Regions from separate parts of the Mus musculus genome. Here regions 2, 3, 4, 5, 6 and 7 are each linked to region 1. A link is a contact called in public promoter capture Hi-C data. All regions are on one chromosome and are shown on one strand. The core of a region is the stretch at or near the end of the contact, and the rest is flanking DNA. Distances in the headings are between cores, read along the strand shown.

Region 1 (3,229 bases), core at 520-3,019:
TCCTCTCTCTCTCTAATCTATGCCTATTTACTCCTAAGTCTCAGACTCCAGACAAGAAAGCATGGGGTCAACCCAAAGCCAGAAACACCTACAAAAAAACCCCATTAATATAAAAAAATCTAATAAGTTACTGATAACATTATATGGATGCATCCATCACCTTTCAGCAAAGCTGTCTCTAACAGTGCCACTCTTCAACATTTTTTTTCTTCTCAAATGGAAAGTCAAGACCACAAAAAGCTGTGCCACTTTCAATATTTAACTTCTAGCGCCTCTCTTTTTTCCATTGTCGTTTTTTGGGGAATATCATGCTTTTCTAGATCCTAGGAGTCTGCAGTAGTCACATGACCTTGGCTAAAGGCGATTATTACATGTGCCTGCAACTTCACACAACTATGGAGATACTGCTTAAAGTTTACCTGCTCCTAAATAAAACCTAGCCAGTTTGCTCTGAAATAACACTACCATTCACTTCAGAATGCCCTTCCATTTCTCACATATCTCCGCCGCACTGAACACTACAGAACAACTCAGTTCACAGCACAGGCCTCCTCACTTGCCTGCCTACCTACCTACCTACTCACTAGAATCTACCACCTGAATATCAAGAATCATGTGGATTTGCAACGCCCCCCTCCTCCAACCCCAACAGACTCAACCTCACCTTAGCGGTTAAGAGGAGTTTACAAGAGTATTAAAAGTAATAGAACGATCTCTTTTTCTGACTCCAAAAAGAACCAAAACTGAACGGAAATGAAAATGAAATGGAGAGTAGGAGACGTACCGCAGATTGAAACCTCGGTTGCTCTTCCTGGAATAAGAGAGAGAGAAAAATAGAAAATACAGAAGTTATTTTCACACTTCGAATTCAATAATAAGAAAGAAAATGCCGGCGGCGGAGGAAGCAGCGGGTGGGGAGTCAGTCTGACACCCCTCCCTCCCTCTTTCCCCTTCCACTCTCTCCAGCGAGATCCCGTAGCCTAGTTGGGGGGGGGGGGGGGGGGGGTTTCAGGCACTGCCCCTCCTTCTGGGATCCGAACCGGACAAGAGGGATCCGGAACACTGCCTGCTCTCCCTCGATCCCTCTAGGGCGTCAGAGCACTCCCAGCCCCTTCACCCCAAGGATCAACCGGTCACAGGAGGAGGGAGCTCATGGACCCAAAGAGCAAGAGCTGAGCGCTGGTCTCCTTGCCCAGGATCCGGAAGGATAATGGGATCCCCAGCCGGGCAGAGCGGAGAGGGAGGCCTCGACACCCTCCTCCACGGGAGAATGTGGGGGTCCCAGAGGCCGCGTGTCTGCTCCCACCTTCAGTCCCAGGAGGCCTCTCCGGACAGGACTGGAGGGGAGCGAGCCTGGAGCGCGACGCAGGCGGTCCCGGCCCCGGGGGGAGGGGGAGAAAAGGACGGAGGCGGCGGCGACCCGACCCCCTCCCGCCGTCGCCCGGCTGAGAACCCTTGCCGCTGTCCCCGCCTGACAACCCGAACGGAAAGGAAGAAGCCCCAGGACTCACGTCGCTCTCCACCTCGATGTCATCGTTATCGCTCATTTCCTACGGCCCAGGGAGCGGCCACTGCAGCGGCGGCCGGGGAGGGGAGGGGTGGAGGGAAGGGGGAAGTCACCGACAACAACAAGCCGAGTGCCCCCACGCACACACTCACTCACTCGCTCACTCACTCACACACACTCACGCACACACAACACGGGCGACAACCACCTCACTGCAGCACCGGATCAACGGCGGCACGCACGCCCGATCGGCCCCCTAACACGTGACCGGGCTCACCGCGCCGGGGTAGCTGAGACTTGTAGTCCTCGAGCGTCGGATGGGCGAGTGAGAGAGAGCCAGAGAAACTACAAATCCCATCAGGAACCGCACACAGGCTTCGCCAGACTCGCTTGTTGACAGAGCTCAGGGCGCCTGCGCCCCGGGTGTTGGCAGCGAGAAGTGGCGCGGTGCCTCCCGGGAGATGTAGTCCACAGACCGCGAGTTGTCAGGAGATTTTCCTCCCCAGGCGGCGGAGAGGCTGCTGGGAAGACAGGACACGTGGAGGGAGCTGGGCTCCTGGAGCCGGCCACAATTCCGAGCTCTGGGCGCCCGGCCCAAGGGATTGGGTGGAGGCTCGGGGGTTTGGGGGCGGGGGGAGAGAAACTGGCTGCCAAAATAACACTGTCTCTTCTTGGCTAGACTGCTTTTACATTGTCTCGTTTAATGCTTGAGTCGCTCCACTTGCGCCCTGGGGCGTAACCCTCCCGGGAAGGAATCACGCTGTGGCTGACCAGGGGGCGCGGTCGAGATGCCCACGCGGGCCCTCTGTTATCTGGGTTTAAGGTGTTAAGAGACATTACGGGACAAACTAAAGGACCGATTTCGCCGGGTGTCCTTCATCTCAAGAATCTTGCTTTCATTTGTCCGAGAGAACTGTCCTTGCTGGGCTTGAGTGTTTACAAAACCTCTCGTAGGTGCAAGTAAAACCTACCTTCTGTTTGTTGTAGCCGGAGCAGATTAGGGAGTGCCCCAGTTTATAGAGAACTTTAATTAACTGCAAAAAGAATCAAAACGGGAAAGTTGTGCAGCTCCCTGTCCAGTTAAGGTCATACATAATGCAACGAGGTATGAAGTGTAACTACATTGTCCCCACCCGCATTTAGCTAAGTATCTAATATGTGGCAGCCCAGGAATGGCATGATGTGTCCCCTCAAAGACTTCACAGCTTTGAAAGCAAAAACCGGACTACCCTGTCACCATTTTCAGTGTGCACCAGGTCCTCAATGAAACAACAAACAAACAAACAAACAAACAAACAGTAATAATAAGGTCATCTGAGAAATTAACCAGACTACCACTTTACAATTGATCTTCAAAATGAGTGCGGTCTTGAGTTTGATTTATGAGTTAATGTTTTTTGAGTAAAAAATCATTTAACCCCTGACTATTGAGTGCAGAAACTTGGTGGTGTAATACAATCTTTCTGACACCTAGCCCAGGCTGGCCTTAAATGTCCGTGTGGCCAAGCCTAGTGATGAGAACACAGTCATAAGCAGACACTGACTCGTAATAGAAGTCAAGGGCTGTAAGGGAGACAAAGATGGTAAGAGGGTTTTTTGTTTGTTTGTTTGGTTGGTTGGTTGGTTTTTCGAGACAGGGTTTCTCTGTGTAGCCCTGGCTGTCCTGGAACTCACTCTGTAGACCAGGCTGGCCTCATCTCTGCCTCCCAAGTGCTGGGATTA
Region 2 (3,229 bases), core at 222-2,721, 2.0 Mb after region 1:
TGAGTAAATGCTTTGGGGTAAAACATATTTACTCAAAGAAAAAAATTAAATAGAAAGAGTAAAGAAAAACCTGATTGACCTAGGGATGGATTTTCATTCTGATTTTTTGTTTTGTTTTGTTTTTGAGACAGACTTTTGTGTGTGTGTGTGTGTGTGTGTGTGTGTGTGTGTGTAGCCCTGGCTGTCCTAGAACTATCTCTGTAGGCCAGGTTGGTCTAGAACTATTTCTGTAGGCCAGGCTGGCCTCAAACTCACAGAGATCCACTTGCCTCTGCCACCTGAGTGCTGGGATCCTGTGCCACCACCAACAGTGTTTCTGATTTTTAAAAATCTTTTAAAAAAATTATGTGTATGTGTGACCATGTGCACATGAGTACAGGTGCCCTTGAGGCCACAGACATGGGGTTCCCTGTATCTAAGAGTTGCCGGTAGTTGTGAGCCACCTGGCATAAGTACTGGGAATCAAACTGTATTCCTGTGTGAGAGTAGTCCCTGCTTTAAATTACTGAGTCACCTCTCCAGCTCCTTTAATTCTGATTGTGAAGTTGAATAATAAGACTAAAATGGGGAGGAAAAAGACAAAATGGGATGTATTATATAACATATATAATTATTAAAATTCATTTGGAATCTGAATGGGCAAAGTTTTGTTTTGTTTTGTTTTGTTTTTAAGGTTGGTTTATTTACTTATTATATATAAATACACTGTAGCTATCTTCAGACACCCCAGAAGAGGGCATCAGATCTCATTATGGATGGTTGTGAGCCACCATGTGGTTGTTGGGATTTGAACTCAGGAAGAACAGTCAGTGCTCTTAACCTCTGAGCCATCTCTCCAGCCCAGGCAAAGTTTTTAAAAAGTTGTTGTTGTTTGCTTGAGACAGGGCCTCACAATTTAACCCATCTTGGCAGGAATTTATAGTCCCCCTCATCAGGCTTGTCGGTGCCGGATCACAGGCATGTGCCACCATGACCAGCTCAAAACATATCAGGACAAAAATAAGAAAAGATAGTCACGTGTAGGGACACATACCTTAATCCCAGCGCTTGGGAGGCAGAGACAGATGGAGTTGTGAGTTTGAGGCCAGCCACCAAAACACAGTGAGGCCTTGATGCAAAAACAGAGAAAAGTTAGGAACCAGCGTAGACTATGTTAAGACAGAAACATTATTTAAAGACTTGGCCGATGGTGAAGAAGCATCCACAGAACACTACAAGAAAGAGCCACTCTGCGGGAAAACTGTGGGATGTCAGCACAGCTTAGGATCAGCTTCCACCCATATTTTTCATATCGTGCATCACGGTATACTCCAAATGGGTCATAAAAAGACACAGAGAGAAATGGAAATGGAAACTTTCAGCTGTGACCAGAGAAAACATTCTAACTATCCCTGCAACAGACATCAGAGACAGGAGGGATGGATCTAAATCTGTTCTTAAAAGCCGTTTGTGCCACCAAATGCAATAAAGCAAACAGGGAAGTGAAAGCCACAGATGGGGAGAGACTCATGGAGCAAATAAAGCTCTCTGCCCAAAATAACTGAAGAACTGCCCCAAGCTTACAAAAAAAAAAAAAAAAAAAAAAAAAAAAACCCAAAACCAGAATCCTGATCCTTTTTGATAAGAATCAAGAGTTCACACACACAAATAGAGAAATGAGCAGCCTCACTGTGAATCTTGAAATCTAAACATCTCTTCTGCCCCCACCGTGAGTGTGTGTGTGTGTGTGTATGTGTGTGTAGGTGTGTGTATGTGTATAGGTGTGTGTGTATATAGATGTGTGTGAGTGTGTGTATAGGTATGAGTGTGAGTGTTTGTACAAGTGTGTGTGAGTGTGTGTGTAGGTGTGTGTGAGTGTGTGTGTGATGCATTTGGAGGTACAATGTTGATATGGGGATCATCTTCAATTATTTCTCCATTTTATTCTTTTCCAATATGACTAATCTTGCTAGCTAGCATGTTCTGGGGGGAGCCTGCCTCTCAATTCTGAGGCTAGAATTAAAGTTGGGACACCAGGGTTTCTGAACCATCTCCCAGTTTCATGCCCAACCGTCTGCTTTTGAGACAGTTTCACTACACACCCCAGGCTAGCCTACACATCCCAGGCTAGCCTACACATCCCAGGCTAGCCTACACATCCCAGGCTAGCCTACAACTCTTCATTCTCCTGTTTCAGTTTCACTACACATCCCAGGCTAGCCTACAACTCTTCACTACACATCCCAGGCTAGCCTACAACTCTTCATTCTCCTGTTTCAGTTTCACTACACATCCCAGGCTAGCCTACAACTCTTCATTCTCCTGTTTTAATTAACTTTTTATGTTGTTAAAAAAAATCAATTTAAGGCCAGTCTGGTGCAGCATATCTTTAATCCCAGCACTTGGGAGGCAGAGGGATATAGATCTCTATGAGTTTGAGACTAACTTGGTCTCCATAATGAGGTATTGTGTCAACGAAACAACCCCTGGAAAAAAGCAATTTAAGGTTCAGTGTGGTGGTGTGTGACTGTTATCTTAGTCCTTGGTGTGTAGAAGCAGGGTGATCAGGAGTTAAAGACCAGACTTGGCTACATAGTAAGAAAGACAGGCAGCAATACATGAGACTCTGTCTCAAAGAAAAGAAAGCAGATATCAATTCTAGCCAAGCATAGTAGTATATGTCTATAATCCCAGCAGTCAAGACATGGAGACAGAAGGATCAAGAGTTCGAGCCAGCCCTGCACTGCTCAAGATCCTGTTTGAAAGCAAAGCAAAATCCATTTAAGTGAAACAATTTTTTGGGAGGGGGAGAATGGGTGGGGTGTTTTGAGACAGGATTTCTCTGTATAGCCCTGGCTGTCCTGAAACTCATTCTGTAGACCAGGCTGGCCTAGAACTCAGAAATCCACCTGCCTCTGCCTCCCAAGTGCTGAGATAAAAAGCATGGGCCACCACTGCCTGGCTAAGTGATACAATTTTATGTTTGGTAGTACAGACATGCTAATATGACTAAACCTTAAAAGCCTGTTTCCATCTTTTGATTCCACAATCTTACTTCCATAGCTATAGCTAAGATGTGGTCCTTGTGGTTTCTACAGTGCTTGTTATAATATTACTCAAGTTAAAAAGAAAATAACTTAAAAGCTAGTTGCTTGTACAACGATTCCTCATGGTGGAGTTTGAGGCAGGAGGATGAAGAGTTGTAGACCAGCCTTGAAATTCTGTCTCAAAAATAAAACAGGTGGGACTA
Region 3 (3,229 bases), core at 184-2,683, 1.9 Mb after region 1:
TCAGGGCTAATGGGGCTGATGTAACCCAGTAAACCAATGAGGAGGACAGTTTTTTACCCTTCATCACCAAGCTTCCTGAGACTGTCAGCCCAGAACAGTAGCCAAAGGGCTCAGCCGCCAATACATATATATATGCATACATATACACACATATACATACATATGCATATACACATATACATATACATACACATACATATACATACATATACACACATATACACACATATACATGCATATATACTCATATACATACATATACACACATATACATACAAATACATGCATATATGTGTGTATACATATATACACATACACACATGTATATCTATATGCATACTATGCATGCTATTATACTAACATAAATATTCAGTATTGACATCAATGTTAAAGTAATTGTTTTAGAAGTTAGAGATCAAATCCAAGGTTTTCTGAATGCACCAAACTGTAAAAGTTCCTCTTTTAGGTTCTTTCGTTCATTTTCTACCTTGACCCTAGGCATCCTGGGAGTCCCACTGTCCCTGGTTGGACTCTTGCTTCTTCAACAAGGGTGATGAGGGAGGACTAAGGATGGAGTTCATGTCCTATCTAATACTCACCTACGCTAGACAAGCTATTTCGCCTTGCTGATGCTCAGTCTTGAGCAGAGAGAGAGAGAGAGAGAGAGAGAGAGAGAGAGAAGAGGGAGGGAGGGAGGGAGGGAAGGGTGGTGCCTTCTTTCCTTTCAAGCTGTAAATTGCACGGCATATCCATGGTGCCTTATATTTCAATATCATACTTAATTGAGACATGGCTGTGCATATGCATGGAGCACATACATTGGGTTGTCAATCATAGGCACGGCATGCAATGATCGCATAAGGGTAACTGGCAGCTCCATCACCTCAAACATTTATTAACGTTTCTTGGTGTTGGAAACATTTAAAATCCCCTTAGCTACGTGAGAATATACTCTTAACTGCGGTCAGCCACAGTTAACTCTCTACCACAGAAGGTCATTCCTACTTTCCAGCCGTACCTTTTAACTATGCTCTCTCCACCCTGCACCCACACCACTTTATGGTACTTTAATACAGTGTGGTGTGGTGTGTGTGTGTGTGTGTGTGTGTGTGTGTGTGTGTGTGTGTGTGTGGTGTGTTGCTGTGGACCAAATCCAGGGCCTTGAGTATGCTAACCATGGGTCCTGTCCCTGGCTTCGCCCTCAATTCCAGTAAATTGTTTTAAGAGATCCACCGGAGAGAGTAAGCCCTGAACCAAGCAGGACCAGCCTGTGCATGCCAGATCCGCTGGCCAGTGGGAGCACTTCGCCAGCTCGTCACCTTGTCCAACACTTGCTCGCCCCGCTGTCCCCACGGCCACGCGGGCGCGAGGCCAGAACACACTCACCCTCTTGACGAGGAAGCCTTCCTTGAGCACGCCGTCCTCCATGTCGCCAGTCCAGGTGAGCTGTCCCCGCGCTCCACCGCCGACGCCGCCCGCGCCCAGGAAGCCACTCCCTCCCGGAGACGCCCCCTGGCGCACATCCAGTGCCAGAGCCTCCCGCCCTGCGGGCAGGAAGTCTGGCCCGGTCGGGACTTCTGCTCCGACCTTCCCACGCCAGGTGCCCAGTGTGCCAACCCTACCCCGCACGGCCCGCGGTGATCGCCCAAGAACACGACCCTGGACCTCTGTCTATAGTTCTGAGCCTTTCCTGAGAGGCAGAGGAGTGTATAGAGCAAGTACGAGAATCTCAAGTTTAAGGTGACTGGCATAGTCTACAGAACACATTCTCACCTCAATGTGTACATCACACCATCCTCATCTCAAAAGCAAACAACCAAAAAGAATCAGATTTTAGCAATTCTGGGTGAGTTTAAAGAGCGTGCAAAATAATCGAGTCATCCGTGTAAGTCATATTGTAATACGATATTTTAAAATAAAAATTAACGCCTATGATGAAGAAAATATCCCGATAGAATCAACACAACGTTCTACCACATCATGTTGGCACCTGAAACAAGAAAACGACAGTGGTGCTGATCTGCATAGAATCCCTGATATCTTTGCTCAGCAGAGGGAACACCTGCTAGGCAGGACAAAGGCCCTGGGGTGTCTGGATTAGAGAGAGAGAGAGAACTGCCGGTAATGGAAAGACAGAGATGCCCTTCAGTCTGGCTCCCAGCACACCCTAGTGTCCCTATGCTGGGCTCTGCCCCACATGCCCCTGCGGTCTGTGACAAACATACATCTTCACCTGTAAAGCAAGAGATCTGGCAGTGTTGTGTTGCCAGGTAACAGCTTCCTAGATTTTAAATCCAAAGACAACAGAGGTTCCATTCTCTTTCCAATAGTGCTAGGTTTTATTTGCAATTATACCCCAACTCCAGGAGGCAAATAATGTGTTTTCCAGGAAACTGAAACTTGAAGCCATTGAAGTCACTCGGAACCATATCACACCAGGGCATTGGAAGAAATCGTGCTTCCGAATACCAGAAGGGCTCAAACCCAGAGTAGGAGAAGCTGGGAAAGTCAGATCCTATACCTGTCTACTCCTTTTAGGAGGCATGGACTGGGCCTTTTCTTTAGAAAACGGGTTCTTAAGTGGGTTCTCTGAAAGGGGGGAAGTTGGTTTTTTCTCCTGGTGGTGTTTCTCCCAGGAACAGCTAAGGCGCTTCCTTTGAGGGAAACCCCTGTCCCAGCCCACCCCGTCTGATTCACTGGACCTTCAGTGTGACTCACCTCCTCTGTCTTCCCCAGTCTGTCATGACTGCACCACCAACCTACCAAGGAACCGCGATGACATAAACCCAGCTCAACCAGAAGAAAACAGACAGCAGGAACGCTTGGACTTGGGGAGGAGGAAGGAACCTCCAGACTCAGGCAGACACCTTTTAGTTATGAAGGGCCAGGCAATGCCTATCACGTATCAGTGAGTAGAGAAAGCTGTTAGATGAGTGTTTGTATGCAATGACTCATAGCCTAATGTGAATTAGAGAGTCATTCCTTTGGCTTTGGATAAGAATCCTCTGTTTACATCCAGTAGATCCTTATTCACAATGAGCACTTTGGCTTAGTGAGTTTGTCAGAATGACCACCTATCCCTGGAGAATCAGAGCTGGAAGTGTGGGTCGAGGCAAGACAAGTCTCAAAGCCCACCCCTAGTGACACTCCCCCAGCAACGCTGCCTCATTTTTTAAAAAATTGAGCCCTAACTTTTTAACTTCCAATAGCTAGCAAGCAACTTAACCAA
Region 4 (3,229 bases), core at 355-2,854, 1.9 Mb after region 1:
ACACACACACGCAAAACCCTAAACAGGCCCCAAAACAGGACCACAGTGAGAGACCTAATTATCAGAATAAAAACTGATTTCCTTCTTCAGGAACAATTGAAGATGAGAGCACAAATACCCTTTTCTTTCCACAAGTTATTATATGTATTTGAGAAAACTTCAAGTTTTCACTTCATCACTTCTCCTAACAAGGATGTTAACCCAAAGCAGAAAGGCGGCCTGTAACTGAGCACATCCCAAGCAAGGGTTCAAGGAACAATTTTCTGTGGACCTTCTATGCATTAAAAAGATGCCTCCTTCATCCAGGAGACAGCCCAAATAAATACCCGCGTGACAGTGTCATGAGTGACACTTGCTAGACGTAAAGAGTGCAGTCATCACAGGGCTATAGGAATACCTCAGAAATGCAGGGATATCTTCCCACAGCAAATAACACTTGACGGGATCCAAGACTGAAACCTACAGCTGCGAGAGGGTGACACATTCAATGTCACTTTGGCTGAGGGGCCTTCTAGCTGCTTCCCTGTCACATAACTTCCCGTCTGGGAGCTTTGGTCAGACCTCAGCGTCTACATCTCAATCCTCAGCAATGATGAGCCCTGGGAGGTAGAGATGGCGCCGACGGCTCAGTTATGTAAACTCCGTGTGTGGCTCAAAGGGTGTGCGGAATGAGTGAGTAAAGGCATCGACCTCCAAAAGCTGCCAGCAGGTGAACCCCCTTTTCCTGTGGACTGGAACCACTTTCTCCGGCCTCTTCTCTCAGAAACAGCAGGGGAGGGGAGCGTTGGAAAGAAACCTCGCTCGGAACTCAGAGGAAACGAAGACCCTGGGGAAAGCTCAAGGAGCGACCCAGAAACCAAGGAACCTTGCTGGTGGCCAAGGGTACGCAGGAATGCGCGCCGGGAAGATGTGCCTGAACACGGTTGTCGCTTGTCCTAGTCTTTAACTTACATTCGCGAAGGGAAGATTTCAATCCGGTCTTTGCCCGACATCCTGACGGTGACTCGGCTCGGGCCCCCCGGCGAGACAATCGGGACCGCAACACCTCCAGAACCGGTTACCCCAGTGCCCGCCTCCACGGGAGTCAGCTGACCGGGTCACTTGACAACTGCGTTGCTAAGAGGCAACCAGGAAACCGGTTCCCACTTCCGGTTCCTGTTGGGCGAGGACTGAGGGAGGGGGAGGAGACGGAATGCCCGGATGTGGAAGCGCGCACAGTCCGGAATTCCGGGTCTCTCCACCGCCCCTCCCTCCGGCGAGTCGCCGGCACCCAGCACGCTCTGAGGGATGGGTCAGGAGAGGATCACGCTCCTCCTCTTCCTCGGCTTTCCGCCATTCGTCACAGCGCCCTCTCTTGGTTGACTAAAACTTAAAGCGATCATCCTGGAGCAAGAAACAGAAACTTACCTCTCCTTTAAACCTAGCAAGTTCCCTCCGCAAAAAAATCTATAAATACCAGGGGCAGTGACTCTTCAGCTCGTCCCTTGGTTCACACCGCCCATATTAGGAGGACCAAGACTCTATGGTTAGTGGCAACGAAGGATCCTTTTCTGTCGGCGCCTGCGCAGTGAGAGGTGGCTCCGCATGCGCGCTGGGTTGGGCGAAGCGCACGCTGAGGAGCTTCGGCGTCCGGGGTTGGTGTTCCGAGTCTCCTCGTTGCCACTAAGCAGCACGGCGTGGGACCCTACTTCGGGATTCACACATCCACTTCAGGTGACCGGCCCCGCAGCTTGCTCTCCCCGAGGATTCGCCTTGGTTTTGTCCAGTGCGGCTAGGCCCCGGGCTACCCCCCCTTTCCCGTTCTTGCGCGGGAAGTGTCTGGACCCCGTCGCCACCGCCCGCTGGTGATTTCCTGCGCCCTCTCGCCAGCCGGTGTCTGCTCCTGCGAGCCAGAAACGTGGCTGGACGGGCGGAGGAACCCCTGAAGGAACGTGGGCCAAGTAGATTTTTACAGCCTCCTTAAAGATGTCTTGTGGTGGGGAGGCCTCTGGAGAACCCTCGACTCCAGTCCCACTCCTAGTTCAAGACGATTGCTTTTACCGGACCGGAGAATTTGGGCTTTTTTTTTTTTTCTTTCTTTTATCCTTCTTTTCAGCCCCAAGATACTGCCAAAACTTTTCTCTCTGTGGAGACTGAACTTTTCGCCAAAGAAACAATAGGATAAACCACCATATTTAAGTTAAAAAAAAGTCCAAAATGGAACTATTAGTGTTGAGGTCGTTAAGTTTTCGCTCTAGCTGTGCATTTCTGTATGAGTGAATTCCTGGAATTTAAAATCAGCTGTTGAAGTTATTTGCCCTGTTTGGGTAACTGCGAAAATAAAACTGGAGTTTTGTAATTATGGACGCTGAAAGCGTAAAACTTTAGAGTTAAGTGTGTACTCGCATTGGGGCTCTTAAACACCCCCTTATATTTAGGATGCTTTAATTTCCACTAAGGAACAAACATTGTTTCTTGAAGAAAGGGTACATCAGAAAAGTCTTGATTTTTCTCCTCCTCAAGTTGTTGTTAAAGAGGTGGAGACCCTCGACAGTTCATCAAAAATGTCAGTTATGAAATTGTAGTGCTTTTTCTGTGCCTATGATGCCAGATGGTGGGCCCTGATTCTCAAAAGACTTAGTTGTACTAGTAAACTTTAGAGCTGAACAGCGTTTTCCCAGCGTGGTACATTTTATTTTGGAATGTTCATTGCCCATATCTGCTATGGTGACATGACAATGTACCGACTCTAGAAGTTAACAGGGGCAAAATACTAATAATGCAAGGTATTTGAAACTAGCTTTGAAGTGTGTTTTTGTTTGTTTACATCAGAACACATACAGTCTGTATGGCATTAACTACAGAAGTGGGATCCCTTGTGAGAGGTGTGAGGTACACATATCTTTAATCCCAGCACTGAAAATGCTTGAGGCCAGCCAGAGCTGCACAGTGAAACCCTGTCTCTAAAGGGGGGGTGGGAGAGCCCTTAACATTGTCATACTGTGTGTGATACAGGGAAACTTTGTGGATATCAGATTTTGTGTTAAAGACTTGAGTTTAGTTCTTGTTTTTAGTGTATATTATGTATCTGTCTTTGAAGTCACTTATATTTCTGTTCCTTGGTTTCCTGTTAATACTTTTTTGGGCCTTTTCAGAACACCTTGTAATCCTAATTTGTTTTCCCACTAGTACTTAATTCCCTAGGGAGGGATTTTTGTGTCAGAATTGCTTAATACTAAGTAATGACTAC
Region 5 (3,229 bases), core at 187-2,686, 1.8 Mb after region 1:
GGGTGGGGGAACCACTTTTTAAAAAAGGAACTAGAGTACTTGTTACCTAATGTCTTATGCATTAAAAAAAAAAAAGGTAGAAAGGAATGTCAACACTCACTAACCTTTTGTGTGTGGCTAACAGTGTCTAGGAATTCTGGAGACAGTCCACTTGCAGTTCACAAATTCTCACTTCTTTGTGAAGATGAACTAAGCAGACAGTTCAGTTACATATATTTGGAAGTTGTCCGTCTGTACTCAAAGTCCACTGAGGTATGTTTGACAGAAGGAAAGAGGTCTTTAGTGGTATGTAAAAAAGTCCTGTCCTTGGCTCTGCCTTACTAACACCAATAAACAACGTTAAGTACTTAATAAAATGTCAGTAAGATTTGAATTTGATGATCCAGGAAGAGAAGGATTTCGCCCTCCCCCCACCCCCCAAAAAAAGTTGTGCTTACTTCAGAGGGCATAGTATTCCTTGGGGACACTAACAACCCATAAGAGGAAAAAGGTAGGTAGGAGCCTGGGTATATTGGGAATGGTGCTTAAAAACCACGGTGGGAGGAAATAAAGACATGATTAATTGCATATACGAAGGCACAGAGGGACAGTTGTCTACGACATGTGCCCCTGAGAAAACTCAACAGGCTGAAGCAATGGATTTAGGTCCAGCAGAAGAGGTTTCTACATAGAACATATTTCTGTTTGCTCCAAATCCAGTTCCTCGCGCACACTTTCATAGCACTTTCCGTGCCCACCCTTCCCAGATGGTGGCATAGGTGTGTCCTGACAGCATGGACTCGCGCTGGGACTAGCCTAAGTAACTCCCAATCCTCTCCGGAGAATTCTGTGACAACTGTGGCCTTTGACATCCTTCCTGGTTTTCAGAAAGGAGTCGTCTGTGGAATCAGGGAATTGTGTGGAACTTTATACACAACCAGGTGTTGGCGTCACGGTTGTTTTGAGCATTAGCATTTTTGATGTGCCTGACAGGACAACAGGGGTCTCTTCCAAGGGAATCGGATTTTTCTCAGGAGATGACCGCTTCCCAGGCCCCGTCGAGCCTTAGCGGCTTCCGAGTCCGTCTCAGGGAAGCACGGCGACCCCACACAGAGGCGAGGAGGTGGGCTGAGGCAGCGAAGCGACTCAGCGGTTAGAACGAACGCTTCGCAGTTCGAGGCGGGTGAGTGCGCGCGGCCGAGCCCCCGGGAGGCGGGGGGGGGGAAGAGCGGACCAATCAGCGGGCCCTCTCCCCACGCGCGCTCAGGATTGGACGATCCGTTCCAGCCTCTCTCCGGGCCGTGGGCGGGCCGCGCCAGGAACGGCCTGGGATAGGCGCGCCCGCTGCGCCAGCGTCCCAGGGGCGCGTGCGCGGTCTCGCGTCAGCCGCGGGGGCCGGTCTCGCGCGGCCTCGAGGAGGAGTTGCTGGCGACGGCGGCGACGGAGGAGGCTGGCGGTGAGGAGGGGGCGGGGACTGGAGACTCCGAGGTGGGAGGAATCGGGAGTTTCTGGATTCTTTATCCAGTGTTTTGAGGGCCGCCAGACGGAGGGCTGTTGCTTGGGCTGCGTTGAGGAGCGAGGGAGGGAGAGAGGATCGGCGGCCGCCGGGGCTTGGAGGTAAGGGGCGGACCCGCAGCGCCCGGGCTGTGGCGATCTTAATCAACAGGTTCCCGGGAGCGCGGCGGGGGAGGGGCGGCGGGGCTCGCACCCCCTCCCAGACCCGCCGCACCGCCAGGGTTCCCTGGGGAGAGCCCCAGGCTGAGCCGGGCGCCGCGGTGGCAGCCCAACCTTTGTCCCTCGGAGGGACGCTCCCCGCGCGATGCCGGTTGGTTCCCTGGGCCGGGGGGTGGGGGTGGGGGGGACGCACCTTGGCGCGGTGGCGGGCCACCCCGCCGGACTTGCCGGGGGCACGGCAGGGAGTCGTCTCGCTGCGCCCAGGCCCGGAGTTCGCGAGTCTCTGGGACTCTTCCCTCACCCCACCCCTGGCCGGATCGGGGAACCAGCCTGGGAAACACTTTCCCGTGGAAGACGGAATGCAGCCAGCGTTCCGGTGCCTGAGTCAGCCCCTGGTGTTCTGCTACTCATTGCGTTCTGCGGATAAACAGTTCCTGCTTCCTTGTGACCACTGCTAAAGAGTAGTGCGTTCTCAGAACTTAGACGGAGATTGTCCGGTGAACTTTGAAGCCTGTAAATGCTTGGTAGAGCTACTTTCAATGAATGCCGCTCGGAACGATCCTTATTGTAAATTACGTAACTGACTAAGGATAGCTCTCTCCTTCTGTCCAGCTGACTGACACACAGTAATGTGTGTGGAATTTAGATTCGGCCGAAAAGTTTTCCATGACACTTTACTCTAAAATGAATGCAGCACCTACGAGGGTTTTTACTTAGTGTGTTGTGTCTAATTTAGAGTTTCAAGAGTTTAAATTCTGAAAGCCAGTGTAGCAAGAATTCTAAAGTTTTGATTTAGCGGATAAGGTGGAAGGTATTTCTGGTTTTAATAAGGCACTGTAATGTTTTAATGATACTATTCTAATTATCCTTTTAAATTATGCCAGAAATTAATAACTTGTTAACTTTTGCAACAGTAACAAATTATGTGGTGTGCTGGTGTCTTTGAAGTATAGGTATTGGTGGGAATGAACACTATCCTTTCTTGACGAGCTGTTTCTATAGTATTTCTGTGGACACGATTTCTTGTTTTAAAGATCATTCTAAACTGTAATAGCAGGCTTACATTAAAATTTAAAGAGCTTTATAAGTAAAAAAGACAAAGATATCAAAAGAGATTCATAATCTTTTTTTTTGGGGGGGGGGCGTCGAGAAAGGGTTTCTCTGTATAGCCCTGGCTGTCCTGGAACTCACTTTGTAGACCAGGCTGGCCTCGAACTCAGAAATCCGCCTGCCTCTGCCTCCTGAGTGCTGGGACTAAAGGTGTGCGCCACCACACCCAGCGTTTCATAATCTTTTAAAAATTGAGTAAATTTGCCACGAATGACTAAAAGTCATCACCTTGAATTTGACAAATAATGGTGGACTCCTTAGTGATTTTATACACACACACACACACACACACATACACATATATAAATATAATGTTAAAATAGATGAGAGACTTAATATAATTCTACCTAAGGGTCATCCAAAGTGGTACAGTGACTTAGCTATGCATGTCGACTTCGGAATTGTAATTTTTTTGAAAAAAGATTTTATTTATATGTTCATGGGGGTGGGATATTGACACATATAT
Region 6 (3,229 bases), core at 285-2,784, 1.3 Mb before region 1:
ACCTCACAGAAACCCTGACTCCAAAACCCCAAACCAACCAACCAACCCAAACCAACCAACCCTGAAAGTTGCAGAAAACAGTCAAGATTTTAAACAAAGGTGGACACGAAAGAAACCTCAACAGTCACAGGGGCTGACTTACTTTTGCCCTGTTCTATAAAATCTAAGGTAAAAAGACGAGCTAGACACTTCTCACTTCTGCTCTCTAGATAGTACTGTCCTGACCCCAAGATAGGCGGGTAAGTAGTCAACACAGAGGTATCTCACACTTACATTGTTAACTAGGCTGCATGATTTTGTGGTCTTTAAACAAGAAGCAGAAACAGGTATGGTTGATACCAATAACATAGACTATAAGTCCACATCTTCACTGAATTATCACAACACTGAGAAGCAATTTGGCACGGACCATGCACTTTTTAACAACCTGATGATTGCAAAGCAAAGTTAGGAAGTAGACCTTTAGACTGATGCCTTCCTACCAGTTCATCTTACTTGGATAATAACCAATTAACTGGTTTCCTGGTACACTGTTTAGGATTTTAAAATAATTTCTTTTTTCTTTCCTTTTCTTTTTTTGTTTTTTCAAGACAGGGTTTCTCTGTGTAGCCCTGGCTGTTCTGGAACTCACTCTGTAGACCAGGCTGGCCTCGAACTCAGAAATCCGCCTGCCTCTGCCTCCCAAGTGCTGGGATCAAAGGCGTGTGCCACCACTGCCCGGCTTTAAAACAATTTCAAGTTAGGAAAGAAAACAGGAGCGTTTTACTAGTTGTACTATCTTTAATTTTACATTTGTGGAAGCTGAATTCCCTCAATTTAAGTTGTCAGAGTTAGCCTAAATGAGACATTTCACAAAAATAAGATGCTGCCAGCACTGCCTCTTGGGTGGTTTTCGTTGTGAATTAGGTTTGTGTGTGTGTGTGTGTGTGTGCATGACAAAGTTTTCCCAAGAAGCACTGGTTAGCTGGAAACTCAAAGAGATCCTCTTGCCTCTACCTCCCTCCCAGTCAGTACTGGGATCCCCGGTGTGCTTCACCACACCCGACCAGCACCTAGCTCGGTGGACAGCTGTGTGGCCTAGATGACACCACACACGTAAGGAACTTAGCCTAGTAGCCTGCATCACAGCACATACTGTACGACTTGGCTCCGCGTACCAAATGAAAAAATCTGCTTTTTGATGTGGAAAAAGGCCGGAGCCAGGAGGTGGGTGTGGGATGAGTGAGAGGAAGGGCAGGCAAGAGCGAGCAGGGACCTACCCACCCTTCCTCGAAACTGAAGCAGAGACCTTCGGGTGGCATGGACCCCACATCCTGGCATACAGAGACCCACGCGGTCCCTGCGCATGCACGTGCTCCCTCTCACACCACCCGCTCCCCTTCTGCGCTCCCCGCCCAGGGCTCTCCACGCGCGTGCCACCCAGTGGCCGCCGGTCGAGAGAGCTGCCCGCCCTGCCCAGCAGAAAGTACCTCCGCAGCAAACCCCACACTGGAGCTGGAGAAAACGCACGCTCTGCCCACGGCCGGCTGGAACTCCGCCCTCCGGCTCTGATTGGGTAAAAATATAGAGGAAGCTGAAGCGGATTGGTCCATAGCACAGAGGCCGGACCATAACCAGCGGGCTCTTCTGAAGCGGGAGCCGCGCGCCTTTGCTTGCTACCTTCCGATTGGACGAGGGCAGAAGGTCTGCGCATGCGTAACTCGGTCTACGGACCACGCCATACAACACCTCCCTCTAGGTCAGGTTAACGGAAGTCCCTGGGACCCAGCTTCCTGGACGTGTGGCCAATAAAAGGCAAGATCGTCACCGATTCCGCCTTTTCATGCGGATGTGGCTTTGCAGTTTCTTCCAGCACTTCTTCCGCTTCCTCGGACTCGGGTGTAAAGTTATTTCGCGGACCAGAGGAGTGGGGCTGAGGCAGGATTTCGTGGATCTGAAATAACCACACGTGATCACAAAGCCTAGCTATACAGGCGGGTTTGAACGAGCAGTATCCGGCCTTCACTCCAGCATGGCTATGACTCAAGGTTGACAGGAGCGCAATTACAAAATCTGGAGGTAGTTTTGCCTCGGCCCCAGGTAACTCTGGGAATTGAAGTCCATAATGGTCAGGTCCTGTCTCATCTGTCCTATTTTGATGTTGCTTTTAAACTTTAGTTTGATACAGGGCTGATGTTCCAACTGTAGTGGAGACATGACATCTGGCCCTACCAATAGGGGAATGAGCTCTGTCCTTGAACACCAAGAAGCCCTGAATCTAGTTTAGGTGGACTCTACCCTCTTTTCATTATAGATGAATACCTGTGGTATAACAACCATGAGACCGCGTTTTCCAGTGTAAACAATTCAGAAAATACGTACTTGGTTAAGCGATAATGCAAACAAGCCAGATTGTCCCTGGAAATACATTCGGCTGGGACTCGTGAAATTAACGTGCTGTGTATACCCACAGGAATCTGAATAAGGGGAACTAACTAGGGGATATATCTTGGTGCTGTTAAAAGGTATCCTTCCCCTGGAAATCCCCCCAAGGTGAGTTTAGGTTGGTCCCATTTACAGCTAGTAGAGTTGGAGATAGAGATTATTGTTTGATTAGTTGCAGTTTCTAATTAATATCGGTCTTGGTGTCATGGCATAGCCAGGAGTCCTGACCTACAGTGGGTTAAGAATGGTTAGGGAACTGACATACTCTTTTCATATCCTGAACACTGAGATGCTGGCTTCCACTGCCTTCTGGACCTTTATCTATGAAGTTACTAAAGGGAATTCCTGGGGGAAATTGGAGTTGGGAGCTTGCCATCCTAGGGGGCTTGTAACCTGACCCCCCGGGGTTTTGGTCTTTGCCATGCCCTGATCTTTATATCACAGGTAGTGATGGTTCTTATTTTAGGACTATGAAGGGATCCGTGTAACCCGGAGAGGACTCAGTTTTGCTATCCAACCAAGAACAATGGCTTTCGGGGAAGGGGCATCAACTGCAGCCATAGTGCTGGACCCAGGGATGCGCTTCTCCCCAGGAGCAAGTGAGCCATGCCCCAGTAGTCTCTGGTTGTAGCACTTTACAGAAATCTACCTGGAAGGTAGTTTGGGTTTCAGTGGATAGATTGGTTAAGAGCTCCCTGGTTCTGGTTTTTTACATTTTTATACCCAGTGCCCTGACGTATGGGGACTTGGGAGCCTTTCCAAAAGGAGAGAAAAAGACAAAATAGGACAACTATGATTCTAGGGC
Region 7 (3,229 bases), core at 227-2,726, 1.2 Mb after region 1:
TTTTCTCAGAACAGAAAAGAAGCTAAAACAATGGGAGAATTGTTAAATTACAGTGTTGTCAACAGCGGGGGGACTAGTGTAGCAGTAATATTTCCCAACCTCTTTAGGCTGCTGTTTATTAGTAATTCATTTTTGCTACTCAGGCTATCTTTATTTACATTCACACATTTATTGAAAACAAAAGCAATTAAAAACAAAACATAAAAGGATCTCGTTCTATAGCCTAAGCTGGCCTGGAGCTGACTATGTAGCTCATCCTGACCTCAAACTTCCAGTGATCCTTCTACTTCAGCCTCCTGGGTATCAGCATCACAAGCTACCTACCATGCTCAGCCACAGTTTTCACAAGTAAATTTAATAATAATGAGATAGAAAAATTAACTCTAGAAAGATGGTCAAGCCTGAGGCATGTTTTACCACTCTCGGAAAGTATAACTAACAGGAGGATTCTCTTTAAACTTTCTCCTTGGCTCTATCAAGTACAAAGCATTGGAAAAGGTGATGACTGAGCTGGGTGCTGGAGCACTCGCTATAGTCCCAGCATGCAGGGCAGAAGGCAGAGTAGTGCGAGGGCATCCTGGGTCGAGCGTTCAACTCAAAATAATTTTCCACTGTGATTTACAGGTTTTAAAGCCATGTTATAACATCTCTTAAATTCACTATAGGTGTCACTTAAAATTATTACAAGCTAGAGAAAGCACCCAAGGAGCTGAAGGGGTCTGCAATCCTATAGGTGGAACAACAATATGAACTAATCAGTAGCCCCAGAGCTCGTGTCTCTAGTTGCATATGTAGCAGAAGATGGCCTAGTTGGCCATCACTGGGAAGAGAGGTCCCTCGGCATTGCAAACTTTATATGCTCCAGTACAGGGGAACGCCAGGGCCAAGAAGTGGGAGTGGGTGGGTAGGGGAGCAGGGTGGGGGGAAGGTATAGGGAACTTTCGGGATAGCATTTGAAATGTAAGTGAAGAAAATATCTAATAAAAAAACCTAAAATTATTTCAATATCAAACCTTGAGAAGTTTTAATTCAATGAGAAAAGCCATGGCTCTAGAGTCAGATATATGTGTTGTAGCCCCTACACAACATAGGCAAGTTATTTGATTTTATTTTTTCTGTACCTAATATTTATAGCTACCACAGGTAGCAGGGCACTTTAACAGCCTCTCACTTCGTGCAACCCTTATAACGGCTCTGTAAGGTCTGCAATACAGAACAAGAAGCAAACTCAGAAAACCACAGTTAAAGCTCCGGTTCTGGACTGAATGACACAATGGTGGTATTAAAGTTGGATTTCTTATGTCTCTTCCATTCCTAAAAATTATGATGGGAACCCAAACTTAACTATATCGCGTCAACCTGAATTTGAGCACCAAGATCAAATTCAAGCTGTTTTTAGATATTTACAAATGGGTTGGGAGGCCTGTAATTATGTACTTAGCCCGGTAGGTGGCACCAACCACATCTAAGCCAAGTCCATAAGGAATGGTAACTCAGGAAACGTGAAATGCTGTAGGAGACTCGGCTTTCTGTTACCCCTAGGACAAAATGTGCCACACATTTATAAACCAAATGAAAAATGAAGAAAACAGCCTATTGATGTTTTGTGTCATGCTATATGGCATCAAGATGTATTACTGGCAGCCTTGATTAAACATTAAACATGGTGTTCTGCTGTACAGCTCTTAACCATTATTATTCTCCTTGCTTAACTAGTTCACCCCATTCTGAACAAAGAAACAAAAAATGAAAGCAACTGCCTACTTCCTCCATAATTCTTATCTAACACGTTTTCTCTCTACTACAAATAAGTTAGGCAATTAGGGCAGCAAAGGGAAAGGGCTGGGCTATTACACAAGCACTATTTGAAGGCTGAGCACTCAATAGCCCTTTTGGACGGTGTTCTGGTTCCTCTAGTTTCAAAAGAATTGCATTGCTTAAGCTTGGCTTAGAGGAAAGTGGCAAGAGATCCTGGGCACACCTCTTTCCCAAATCAGGCAAATACAGGTCCTTCCATTTCAGGTATTTCCAGATAGAAGGAAGTTTTCCTCCATGCTCTTGGCCCAAAATCCCTTGTCTCCTGTTGTGCTGTCTGGCTAAGGTAATGGTGCCTTCTATTTTGTTGGCAAATAATAGAGATGTTGTTACAGTTCAAGCAATCACTATTTGGGGAATTCCCTGAGGCCTGGGACTCACCATTACCAGTATCAGTCTTTGCTTCAGGCATCTGATGTACAAGAAATCGTTTCTGCTGTTCACACTCCGGGATAAGCCTTTGCTTCCCCCACCTCACAGAGATATAGCATATTTGAGAGCGTTTACTTAGAATTTGGCTCAGGGTTTGCGTCAGCTCTCCTTGCTTATGTCAGCCTACTTAAGACTGCAGCTTGTGACCTTCATTAATCACCTATCACAGAGAGCACTAAGCAATCTCTAAATTCAGATGATTTGTCTTCGGCAATAATCTTCAGTAATAATGTAATTGTGATATGATACTTGATTTTGACCACCCCTCCCCCATATCCCAGGCTCTTAGCATTTCTTTGAGCTCTCTGAGAAGATACAGAAAGTTCTCCTTAGAAGAACCCGAAGGCTGGATATTGTGCTACTGAAGCCCAGGGAAGTGGAAAATGAATATTCCTGGGAACCTATTTTCTCACTAATCCTCTGTCCTGAAAGCAAGTTATTCCTCTCACCTCTCACCTTTCCTTCTTTAATTTCTCTTCCTGATGGCTAAAATTTTGGGAGGCAGAGGCAGAAACCACAACTAGCTCAAATCTGGATCTTTCACCAAAGTACTGCTCTTTAAAAAGTCTATAAACTTTGAGGCAACCTGAAGCCTTTAAACATTAAAGTAGTGTTTGTGGTATTAACAGATGATGAAACTAATTTGTCATATTTTTATTTGTTTTTCCACAAAATCTTACAGAAGTTCAGACAGAAAGAATAAAGTTAGTTCTTTTTCCCTAAACATGAATTCAGTAAAAAATTTAAAAAGTAAACTGCATCCTCATTAAGACAGTGTTAATGGGTGACAATGACTCCACCTGTTCACACCAAGTGTTTAGGAGAGGAAGGAGCAGGATGCCAGAAGTGGGGGCTCCATTTTCTTTTTTAAAGACAGATTTTAATTTCAGCCAAGCAATGAATAATTATTATTGTTTGCTTTTCAGATTTCACATGGAACATGAACTAAAAATTACTACTGTGTGCTAAAATTCAAATTTAA

The links. Promoter capture Hi-C pulls out the DNA fragments that hold promoters and counts their contacts. Capture Hi-C pulls out chosen DNA fragments and counts their contacts.
Region 2: a promoter capture Hi-C map of pre-B cells shows a contact between it and region 1, with 4 times the contacts expected there. The contact joins the enhancer-like site here to the promoter of Max in region 1. A contact is called at or near these places in 3 of 39 promoter capture datasets (hippocampal neurons, liver and pre-B cells) and 6 of 115 datasets of contacts at active chromatin or transcription factors (astrocytes, embryonic forebrain, embryonic stem cells and 2 more).
Region 3: a contact with region 1 is called in a promoter capture Hi-C map of hippocampal neurons, with 7 times the contacts expected there. The contact joins the promoter of Plek2 here to the promoter of Max in region 1. A contact is called at or near these places in 2 of 39 promoter capture datasets (cranial neural crest and hippocampal neurons) and 7 of 115 datasets of contacts at active chromatin or transcription factors (astrocytes, embryonic forebrain, embryonic stem cells and 3 more).
Region 4: a promoter capture Hi-C map of liver shows a contact between it and region 1, with 4 times the contacts expected there. The contact joins the promoter of Eif2s1 here to the promoter of Max in region 1. A contact is called at or near these places in 9 of 39 promoter capture datasets (the HPC-7 cell line, cranial neural crest, embryonic stem cells and 5 more), 6 of 484 Hi-C or Micro-C datasets (B cells, LSK cells, cardiomyocytes and 3 more), 14 of 115 datasets of contacts at active chromatin or transcription factors (astrocytes, bone marrow-derived macrophages, differentiating embryonic stem cells and 10 more) and 4 of 9 other capture datasets (adipose tissue, embryonic stem cells, liver and 1 more).
Region 5: a promoter capture Hi-C map of embryonic stem cells shows a contact between it and region 1, with 3 times the contacts expected there. The contact joins the promoter of Mpp5 here to the promoter of Max in region 1. A contact is called at or near these places in 4 of 39 promoter capture datasets (embryonic stem cells, hippocampal neurons, liver and 1 more), 3 of 484 Hi-C or Micro-C datasets (B cells, CD8 T cells and uterus), 7 of 115 datasets of contacts at active chromatin or transcription factors (SST interneurons, astrocytes, embryonic midbrain and 4 more) and 2 of 9 other capture datasets (adipose tissue and liver).
Region 6: a contact with region 1 is called in a promoter capture Hi-C map of liver, with 2.9 times the contacts expected there. The contact joins the promoter of Wdr89 here to the promoter of Max in region 1. A contact is called at or near these places in 2 of 39 promoter capture datasets (liver and pre-B cells), 1 of 484 Hi-C or Micro-C datasets (B cells) and 2 of 9 other capture datasets (adipose tissue and liver).
Region 7: a contact with region 1 is called in a promoter capture Hi-C map of liver, with 2.4 times the contacts expected there. The contact joins the enhancer-like site here to the promoter of Max in region 1. A contact is called at or near these places in 4 of 39 promoter capture datasets (3T3-L1-derived adipocytes, frontonasal cranial neural crest, hippocampal neurons and 1 more), 4 of 115 datasets of contacts at active chromatin or transcription factors (astrocytes, large pre-B cells, neural tube and 1 more) and 1 of 9 other capture datasets (adipose tissue).

The regions. Positions count from the first base shown.
Region 1 is chr12:76,960,479-76,963,707 of GRCm38.p6, forward strand. It overlaps Max (Max protein), which reads right to left and starts at 1,770. Exons shown (of 4, transcript NM_001146176.1): 1 at 1,512-1,770. The coding sequence starts at 1,547.
Region 2 is chr12:78,922,455-78,925,683 of GRCm38.p6, forward strand. The region is part of intron 2 of Gm46359 (a long non-coding RNA gene); the gene reads left to right. Among named protein-coding and RNA genes, the nearest start is that of Gm46360, 4.8 kb to the right of the region's middle. Within about 2 kb of position 1,472, at least 35 of the 459 cell types and tissues checked have an H3K27ac peak or open chromatin away from gene starts, as enhancers often do. A contact at or near this core is called in pre-B cells, where this site is marked.
Region 3 is chr12:78,905,505-78,908,733 of GRCm38.p6, forward strand. It overlaps Plek2 (pleckstrin 2), which reads right to left and starts at 1,434. Exons shown (of 9, transcript NM_013738.3): 1 at 1,387-1,434. The coding sequence starts at 1,428.
Region 4 is chr12:78,860,468-78,863,696 of GRCm38.p6, forward strand. It overlaps Eif2s1 (eukaryotic translation initiation factor 2, subunit 1 alpha), which reads left to right and starts at 1,605. Exons shown (of 8, transcript NM_026114.3): 1 at 1,605-1,713. It overlaps Atp6v1d (ATPase, H+ transporting, lysosomal V1 subunit D), which reads right to left and starts at 1,171. Exons shown (of 9, transcript NM_023721.2): 1 at 952-1,171. The coding sequence starts at 992.
Region 5 is chr12:78,747,511-78,750,739 of GRCm38.p6, forward strand. Mpp5 (membrane protein, palmitoylated 5 (MAGUK p55 subfamily member 5)) reads left to right here and starts at 1,437. Exons shown (of 15, transcript NM_019579.3): 1 at 1,437-1,596.
Region 6 is chr12:75,668,003-75,671,231 of GRCm38.p6, forward strand. It overlaps Wdr89 (WD repeat domain 89), which reads right to left and starts at 1,535. Exons shown (of 2, transcript NM_028203.1): 1 at 1,470-1,535. It overlaps Gm34717 (a long non-coding RNA gene), which reads left to right and starts at 1,723. Exons shown (of 3, transcript XR_381697.2): 1 at 1,723-2,079.
Region 7 is chr12:78,204,560-78,207,788 of GRCm38.p6, forward strand. The region is part of intron 7 of Gm6657 (predicted gene 6657); the gene reads left to right. Among named protein-coding and RNA genes, the nearest start is that of Gm6657, 9.1 kb to the left of the region's middle. Within about 2 kb of position 1,477, at least 73 of the 459 cell types and tissues checked have an H3K27ac peak or open chromatin away from gene starts, as enhancers often do. A contact at or near this core is called in 3T3-L1-derived adipocytes, adipose tissue, hippocampal neurons and 2 more, where this site is marked.